2 separate regions of the Triticum aestivum genome follow, and region 2 is linked to region 1. A link is a contact called in public Hi-C data. All regions are on one chromosome and are shown on one strand. The core of a region is the stretch at or near the end of the contact, and the rest is flanking DNA. Distances in the headings are between cores, read along the strand shown.

The links. A called contact is a pair of places that touch in the nucleus more often than the background predicts.
Region 2: a Hi-C map of leaf shows a contact between it and region 1, with 3 times the contacts expected there. The contact joins the promoter of LOC123136255 here to the promoter of LOC123136202 in region 1. A contact is called at or near these places in 2 of 5 Hi-C or Micro-C datasets (both in leaf).

The regions. Positions count from the first base shown.
Region 1 is chr1B:522,969,307-522,973,197 of IWGSC CS RefSeq v2.1, reverse strand. LOC123136202 (SAC3 family protein A) reads left to right here and starts at 2,484. Exons shown (of 13, transcript XM_044555549.1): 1 at 2,484-2,898; 2 at 3,429-3,891. The coding sequence starts at 2,845. It overlaps LOC123136230 (histone H4), which reads left to right. Exons shown (of 2, transcript XM_044555565.1): 2 at 1,944-2,174.
Region 2 is chr1B:523,918,664-523,922,770 of IWGSC CS RefSeq v2.1, reverse strand. It overlaps LOC123136255, which reads right to left and starts at 2,068. Exons shown (of 4, transcript XM_044555600.1): 1 at 1,910-2,068; 2 at 1,522-1,816; 3 at 1-1,404. The coding sequence starts at 1,780. LOC123136264 (protein IQ-DOMAIN 3) reads left to right here and starts at 2,209. Exons shown (of 6, transcript XM_044555617.1): 1 at 2,209-2,436; 2 at 2,559-2,667; 3 at 2,756-3,094; 4 at 3,298-3,501; 5 at 3,575-3,694; 6 at 3,788-4,107. The coding sequence starts at 2,581.

The sequences.
Region 1 (3,891 bases), core at 1,235-3,734:
TCTTTCTTAAAATGCCAATATGCCAAGCCCAAACTCGTACAAGCCTTGTTGGTGGGCTCAAAACTCAGGCCCAAGCCCGGCCCACGGGCAAGCCCATCGGGCCTAGGCCCTGGATTTTAGGGCCGAGCCTGGGCGGGCCGACAGGGCCGGGCCGGAGATGGCCAGGACTATTTGCATCTTCCTAATTAGGGCTGGGCATTCGGTTTATATGGTTAATACGGTTCGGTTTATTTGGTATTTTATAATTTCGGTTTTGAAAAAATGGAAACCGAATTAATCACACAAAATTTAGAAACCGAACCATATTAACCATAATATATCGGCTCGGTCTATTCGGTTAACCGGAAAACCAAAATACATGCACTCATCAGTATATATCACAAGAGCTAGCAACCTTAACATCAGTCCGTGCTTTATTCGGTCAAGCAAACTAGTGAACATAACTAAGTGTAAAATCACATGGGGCGTTACATGTATTATGTACGGAAGAATATGTGTGATGCGTGTAAACTAAGCAACTAATGCACTAATTGATACACTAATTGCTAGTTACTTTCATAACCAAGCGCCGGGCATGCATACATACTCCTACGAGTACTAGTTAAATTGTGAGATTCGAAACTCATCTAGCGGCTGGCCTGACGTCTGCCACAACCAACAAGTATTTGCCAGAGGACGCGCCCCCGCTGCACTTTCGAAAACAAGGTATTGCATGGGGTATCGTACATATCGGTTTTTTCGGTGTATTCGGTTTTTGGACACTGGAAACTGAACAGAAACCAAACACCGAACAGCCTTAAAATTTCCCACCGAACAAAAAATCGAATCACCGAATTAATAGATAAATCGGTTAATATGGTTCGGCTCGGTTCGGTTTTTCGGTTTTCGGTTCAAAAGTCCCCACCCCTATTCCCAATGCATTTTTTACCCGCTTCACAATTAGTCAAAAAAAAAAAATCTATATGCACACTTTTCACCGGGGGAGGGAGTATCAGTGTGTAACTTCACACCCATTTCCTCTTCTCTAACTCTAGTATTTCTCGGAGATGACGATCGCTCGGAAGAAACAGAGTGCCAATGATAATCCAATTCACTTCACTTGTTGGGAACCGGCACGCTCTCTCTACGATCAATCTACGTGAGCCCCTAGCCATTGGTGCAGTTGACACCAACGACTTTTGAAAATCCTTCACTGATTCAATCTTGAATTTTCGAAAACGTCAGACAATCTGCTTGTAAGAGCCACTGTTAGACTAGGCACACTCCGTTGCCGTTTCATTTTTCGCGCCGTCGCGCACGAGCACCACAGAAGCGAAACTGAATTCGCACCAAGGAATCGCACAGACAGCGCGGCAACGAGCGGAAAAGGTTTCGAGCTGGCGCGTCACGGAACGAAAATTTTCAGGCGCGCCCCGCCAATCTACCGCGCCGAGACTCCCGCCACGTCACGGATCCGCGGCATCCATACCCGGATCGCGGTCTCGACCTTCGCAATTCTTTGGCACGCATCGCCTTCCTCCCACCCCTTTTAATCCCCTCCCCTCCTTCCCCCAAATCAGAACACCACAATCCACGACCGCTCCCTCGACCCGCATCCGCTCGCAGCTCGAACCAAACAGAGATCGTCAGCCATGTCCGGGCGCGGCAAGGGAGGCAAGGGGCTCGGCAAGGGCGGCGCCAAGCGCCACAGGAAGGTGCTGCGCGACAACATCCAGGGCATCACCAAGCCGGCGATCCGGAGGCTCGCTCGGAGGGGCGGCGTGAAGCGCATCTCGGGGCTCATCTACGAGGAGACCCGCGGCGTGCTCAAGATCTTCCTCGAGAACGTCATCCGCGACGCCGTCACCTACACCGAGCACGCCCGCCGCAAGACCGTCACCGCCATGGACGTCGTCTACGCGCTCAAGCGCCAGGGCCGCACCCTCTACGGCTTCGGCGGCTAGGCGTCAATCTCCGTCCGCAACCCGTCGCCTCCTCGCCTTCAGCCAACAACTCCGCCCCGCCGTGGCTGCAGCCTGCAGACGCGAGAAAACTGTCATATCTTTCGTTCAGTAGCTGTAGCCGGAACAAATGTTGCCTGTTCACCCATCTGTCTATCGCAGAATGTCTCTAGTTACCTTGTAGCTCCATGAGCCCAGTCATGAGATCGAATATATATCGTCTTCCCGTGCAAATGACGCGAGTTCGATGGGATGTTATGATTTACTGTCCTGTTCCTGAATGAATTCCTACGGCTCTCTGAATCTCCCCACATCTCTCTGATAACTGAATCTCCGGAGAGTCCGTTTCTCCGAAGAAGGCAGAGTTGCTAAACATCTCTCTGATAACTGAATCTCCGGAGAGTCTGTTTCTCCGAAGAAGGCAGAGTTGCTAAACAGTAGCCGGGCTCAAATAAAGCAGGCCGCAGGCCCATCTATCGAAGGCCCACGGCCCGTTCACGCAAGCGCCGCGGTTATTCATTCCGTCTCCGGCACGTTCTCCCCTCTCATCCGTCTCCGACGAACTCGTTACGACACCCAACCAAACCGCAGCGCAACGCATCCGAAAAGGGCAACCAAAAAAGTTCGCTGCTCCTTTCTCCCACATCTCGCTTTCTGCATCCTCCTCTTCCCACCCTCGCTTTCTGCATCGCCGCTTCCACCCCCCGAAAATCTCCCCTCAATCCCGACCACTCGATTTCCCCCTGAATCCTCCCCGCTGAACCAACCCGTTGACCCGATCTCTCCGTGTTTTTTTTTCAATTCAATTCGTCCGCCGTCGATTCTCCTCTGTTCGTCGTCTCTGACGGCCGCGGCGGCGGCGGTTGACCTTGTTGCCGCTAGGGTTGGTTCGGGCGCGGGGACGATGGCCAGCCACGGAGCTGCGCCGGCCGCCGGATCCGACGCCGCGCGCGTCGAGGTATGCCACGTGACCCGCCTATTGATTTCTGTTTTAGTATTTTCAGAGAAAGTGTATTACGGATGGTTTGGTTCCTGCCATAAGCTCCGTGCATTGGCATGTTCTTATCACGGCAGTTGTAGAGGATTCAGCCCTGTGATGATGTGCTGTGCAATTAATTGCGTGCATAAGACGTGCTCCAACTAAGTTGACGATTGTGGCTTGGAAAAATAAAATGATTCTAGCTGATTTTTTGTAGCTCATGCAAGTGTTGTTTTGTCGTGTTTTGTGCCAATTTTCCCCTTACATGAGGTTATTCAATGGCCTTGCTGCAGTAGTGTGTATAAGTACGTCGTGGGCTGGTGCTACTTACTCAGTTAATTTATTTCACCAATGCTGCGATGCACAACTAAAACATTTTATACCCTCCGCAAAACCGAACTTGCCTTTTAGATTAACGCCGCACTGAGGACAACCCTTTTGTAGTTGGTCACGGTGCCCATTAGAATCTATCTATCTGAATGATGATTAATTTTCTTTGCTAATGGCAGGTCAGCGGCACAGGCCAGACAAACCAGCCTGCTTATCCGCCTTTAGTTTCTGGGGATCATTCATGGTCCACTACAACTGGCGCAGCAGCAGCAGGTTCGTGGAACTATCCAGTGGCCAATCAAAGTCAAGATGCAGTATACTATGATCCACAGAGGGATGTATCGGTTTCAGGAGATAATCAAAATGTGGCAAGCAGTGCGCCTCCTGCTGTACAGTCGACTATGGGCTTGACAAATGCAAGTCATTCTCATGTGCCTTACTCAAGTTCACTTCAGCATGGCTACAATCCTGCAGAATATGCAAACTATTACTATAACTACCCACAAGCAACAAATAGTTGTTCTGTGCAGCAAGGAGGAGCAAACCAACATTCAGGTGCAGCTTATCAGCCTCTTACTTCATTTCAGAATTCTGGGTCTTACGTTGATCCTACAAGTAACACATATTACAATGCTGGTGGTC
Region 2 (4,107 bases), core at 819-3,318, 950 kb before region 1:
GTTTCCTGAAGACAACTTTAACAGTATTTATGTTCTCGTGCACTTCAGTCTCGGTCTCTTTTAGTGGTCCATAGCGACTGAACACCCTAATAAAATCCATTTCTGAAGGAAGAGCAATTGACTTGCCAAAGCACAAAATAAGTGCAGTGGGGTTTACGTCATGGACCATCTTCTCGTCAACGTGGATAATTGATCTTTTTATCACTTCTATCTTCCTGTTAACATCCAATGTTTCAGGCTGCATATTCTGTACAGGGGAAGAAAGATCTGATGAAGGTGCACATGTCCGTCGCGTCGGTCTCCGCCTACGTATCGGCCTTGTTTTGCCACTTGCCCCTTTGAGGCTATGAGTGGAGACAGTATGTAAACTCAGTCCAGACCAGTAGGCATCCTGCATATGGTCCGTTGTTTCTTCCTTAGGACAAGGCAAAATTTTCCACTCTTCACTCCTGTCCCCTTCAGTTTTCCCAATCATGCTCATTTCAGTAGAAGCTGCCATCCCAGATAATAAGTCCTTGGTGTCCACACCATGGCGCCTCTGCACACGCCTCCTTTTTGCTGGCTTCTTCACAGAGATGTCAACTTCACCACACTCTGTTTCACCAATATTGTTATGAACTATCGGTTCATTCTGAGGCTTCACAATGGGCCTTCCCTCTGCCAACTCTATGTTATCGTCAGGCTTTCGCTTACGAGGTCTTCCCCTACCTCTTTTGGGCTTCACATGACTAGGCTGCACTTCATTGGTGACAGTTGTGTCGATGCCATCCTCTGCCCATGCACTGCCAGATTGAAATGATGCAATTTCACCGTATCCCTTAGAGCGATAGAAAGACATAAGTTGAGAGCAAGCAATCACTAAATCCTGCAGAACACCTCCTTGGCAAGGGGACAGAGCCAGCAGCTTCATATAATGAAGAAGGTGTTCTGGACTGAAATATTGCAATATCTCAGCCTGGTTAACCTTAGAGCAAGTAACTCCAGCCTTGAGCCCAAAATTCCCACGCAGATAACACATGCCATTCTCAGAGAGGTATTCTGGGAGACAAGAGCAACTCGTGGCCGTCAATATCCGCGTTGAGAGTTCTTGAAGCGCAGAGTTAACTGCACTGGTGAAGGCATCAGAATTGCCTTGTTTCTCCATCTCTATACAGTTGTCCATGAAAGGCTTCAACTGGGATTCATGACACCACGCAAAAGAACCGTCGCCAAAAAATGCTACCAGATGGTGGCCCTCTTTCTGATGCTTCAATGCCAGCTCAGATGCATCTGAAGGATCAAAAATTGCACCAGGCCACCAGGGATGACCTTGCAATTTACCCCAGACAAGATCAGAAACTCGAAACCCATCTTTATCAAGGGGAGGAAGATGGTATCTAGTACGCTGATCATCTTCGTTCAATTCTGCAAGATTACAAAAATCAATTAGTCCGTGATGCCATACAAGTCGAAGGAACAAGGGGGTGGAATCAACATGCAGTAGATCAAACTAACCAGAGTCTGATGTCAGAGTATGCTTACCGGCTTCAGCATCATGTTGAGGTACGGCAGGATCAGAAATCTCCGCCGTGTCGGCGGCAATATTCTGTATCTGCGCCAGGCTACTACTCCCCTCCTCCTCGTCCTGCACCCCACCAGATTCCACCATCATGGCATCAAAATCTGCTTCGCCGAAACTCCCCTGCGCCATCGCCTCCCCGTCCGTAGCGGCATCCACCGGCGGCAGCTCGTCCCGCCCCTCCGGGTCCACCCCTCCCTCCACCCCCGAAAGCCAGATCATCGCGGCGAACCAACCCCCGGCGCTCCCTACTCGAATCTGTGGAATTGGGGCGGAGAGGTTAGTCGGCGCAAATTAAAGCCTCGAAATCCCCAATCGATCTCGCCGCCGCGGGAGGGGAGGGCGAGATACCTCGTGCACGGGCCGGCGGGAGCGGGAGGCCGGGGAGGGAGCTAGCGCGAGCGCGTCGGCCTGGCGGGTGGAGACGGAGGCTCTAGGGTTTGGTCTTCCGGGTGGCTTCGGCCTCTGAGGCTGCGCGCGCGCGGGCGATTTGGGTGGTGATATCGGCGAGCTGGGGAGCCGATTGGGAGGAGGAGACGGGGTGGGAAGTGGCCGAAAGGCCGGGCTTATGGGCTGGACCAACGGGCCTGCCGAGGGGTGGGCCGTGAGGTTGGTTCGTGGGCTGCTTTTGCCTAACTGGGCCGTGGGGTGTGCGTGCGTTTATCACGGCGGAGTGTGAGGCGCGGTGGGACTGAAATGTAGGGACAGGAACAGACGCCAGCCAGCCAGTGGGTCCGCGACGGCCTGACGGGGAGTGGACGTGCGTCAAGGCGGTTCGCCGTCGTTGACGAGGTTGCAGGCGGACGTGTCCGACTCCGGCGGCATCGACGGCATAGAGGGCGAGCCGGCAGAAGACAGAAGAAGGCTCTTTGAAAGAGGTTCACATTTTTGTTTTGCTCGATCTGTGGCAATGTTGATTGATGCTAGTTTTGCTGCCGTAAACATCATTAGATTTCCACTTGTTCTTGATGATTTTTGCATTTTGTCATCACACCGATAGGCGAAGAGCGCGGAGGGGGGCAATGGGGAAGAAGGTGAGGTGGTTTGACGCCGTGCAGAGGATCCTGAGCTCGTCGGAACCTGATCGCGAGGAGAAGGAAGGCAAGCAGGTAACTGAAACCGTGGGATTCTCTTGTCTTCATCGAATTCCAGTCGATGCAAATAACCGATCCGTATCGATGTTGTCGATCCAAGAAGCCGGCCGAGAGGCCGACGAGTAAATCGAGCTTCAAGAAGCTATGGCAGTTCGGCAAGTCCAGCACGTCCACTTCTTCCTCCTCCGCGACGCCGGAGACTGCTCCCGCGGCCCAGCAGCAGCCTCCTCCGCAGCCTGATCAGCAGGACGCTGTGGAGGCCAAGTCCGCCGGCACGACGAGCGAGCAAAACGATGGTGGACTCCGAGCCGCGGCGCTCGCCGCGCCGGTGGCTGCGCAGCAGCCGGCAGAGGCCACGGCCGTCGTCACGCCAAGAGCGCCCGCGCGGTCGAAGGAGGAGCTTGCCGTCGTCAGGATTCAGACGGCTTGCAGGGGCTACCTGGTAATGCATCAGCCATTGCCAAGCTTGTTTCTCTTGGGAGGCCAAAATCTGAATAGTTATCCTGAACGTTCAAGGATAAAAGAAAATTGGGCCATGCTCAGCAGAACTCAAGGAAGATGAAAGATTTGCATGATCACATTTCGATCTACTCGTAGTATATATCTAACATGTTGAAAACTTGGAAACATTTTATTCGCGTTCAGGTAAGGAAGGGGTACAAGGCGAGAGCACAGGCTCGGCTGATGTCGCTGCTGGAGGGGGTCGCCGTGAAGCGCCAGACGGAGGATGCGCTGTACAGCATGCAGATGATGACGAGGGTTCAGACGCAGATATACGCCAGGAGGGTCAACAAGGACAAGGCTCTCAAGAGTCAGGCCCAGCCTAAGCAAGGGCCTGACAAAACCAAGGTGCGGAGCATCATCTCATAGCTAGCTCAACGTAACCTGGCCGGTGTGCTGCTGCTGACATTATTTAGCGCAGATTGGTGAAGGCTGGGATCACACTCACCAGTCCAAGGAGCAGATCGAGGCCACGCTCGCGACGAAGCAGGAGGCCGCGTCGAGGCGGCAGAGGGCCCTGTCCTACGCCTTATCTCACCAGGTAGCCGTCGGATCTCCATTGTCGATGGCGCTGTGGCTCGACGTGTTCATGTCCTCTGCTGAACTCACTCTGCATGCGCTGTCTCGGTTGCAGTGGAGGAACAGGAGCCCTTCTTCTTCATCTTCCTCGGGGCGAGGGAGAGTGACACCCACGCTGTCGCACCCTCCAACGTTCATGGACCCTGGCTGCCCCAACTGGGGCTGGAGCTTGGCGGAGCGCTGTATGGCGGCGTCCAGGCCGTGGGAGAGCCAGACCGCGCCGCCGGACGTCAAGGACCGCGCTGCTCCCGCGAAGAGCGTCGGCCGGGCCGCCAGCCCGAGGGTGTCCATCTCAGTCCAGATTCCCACCACGCCGACGGGCAGGTCCGCTCGGCCGGCCGGCCGGTCGTCGCCGTCGACCCCGACGCAGTCGCG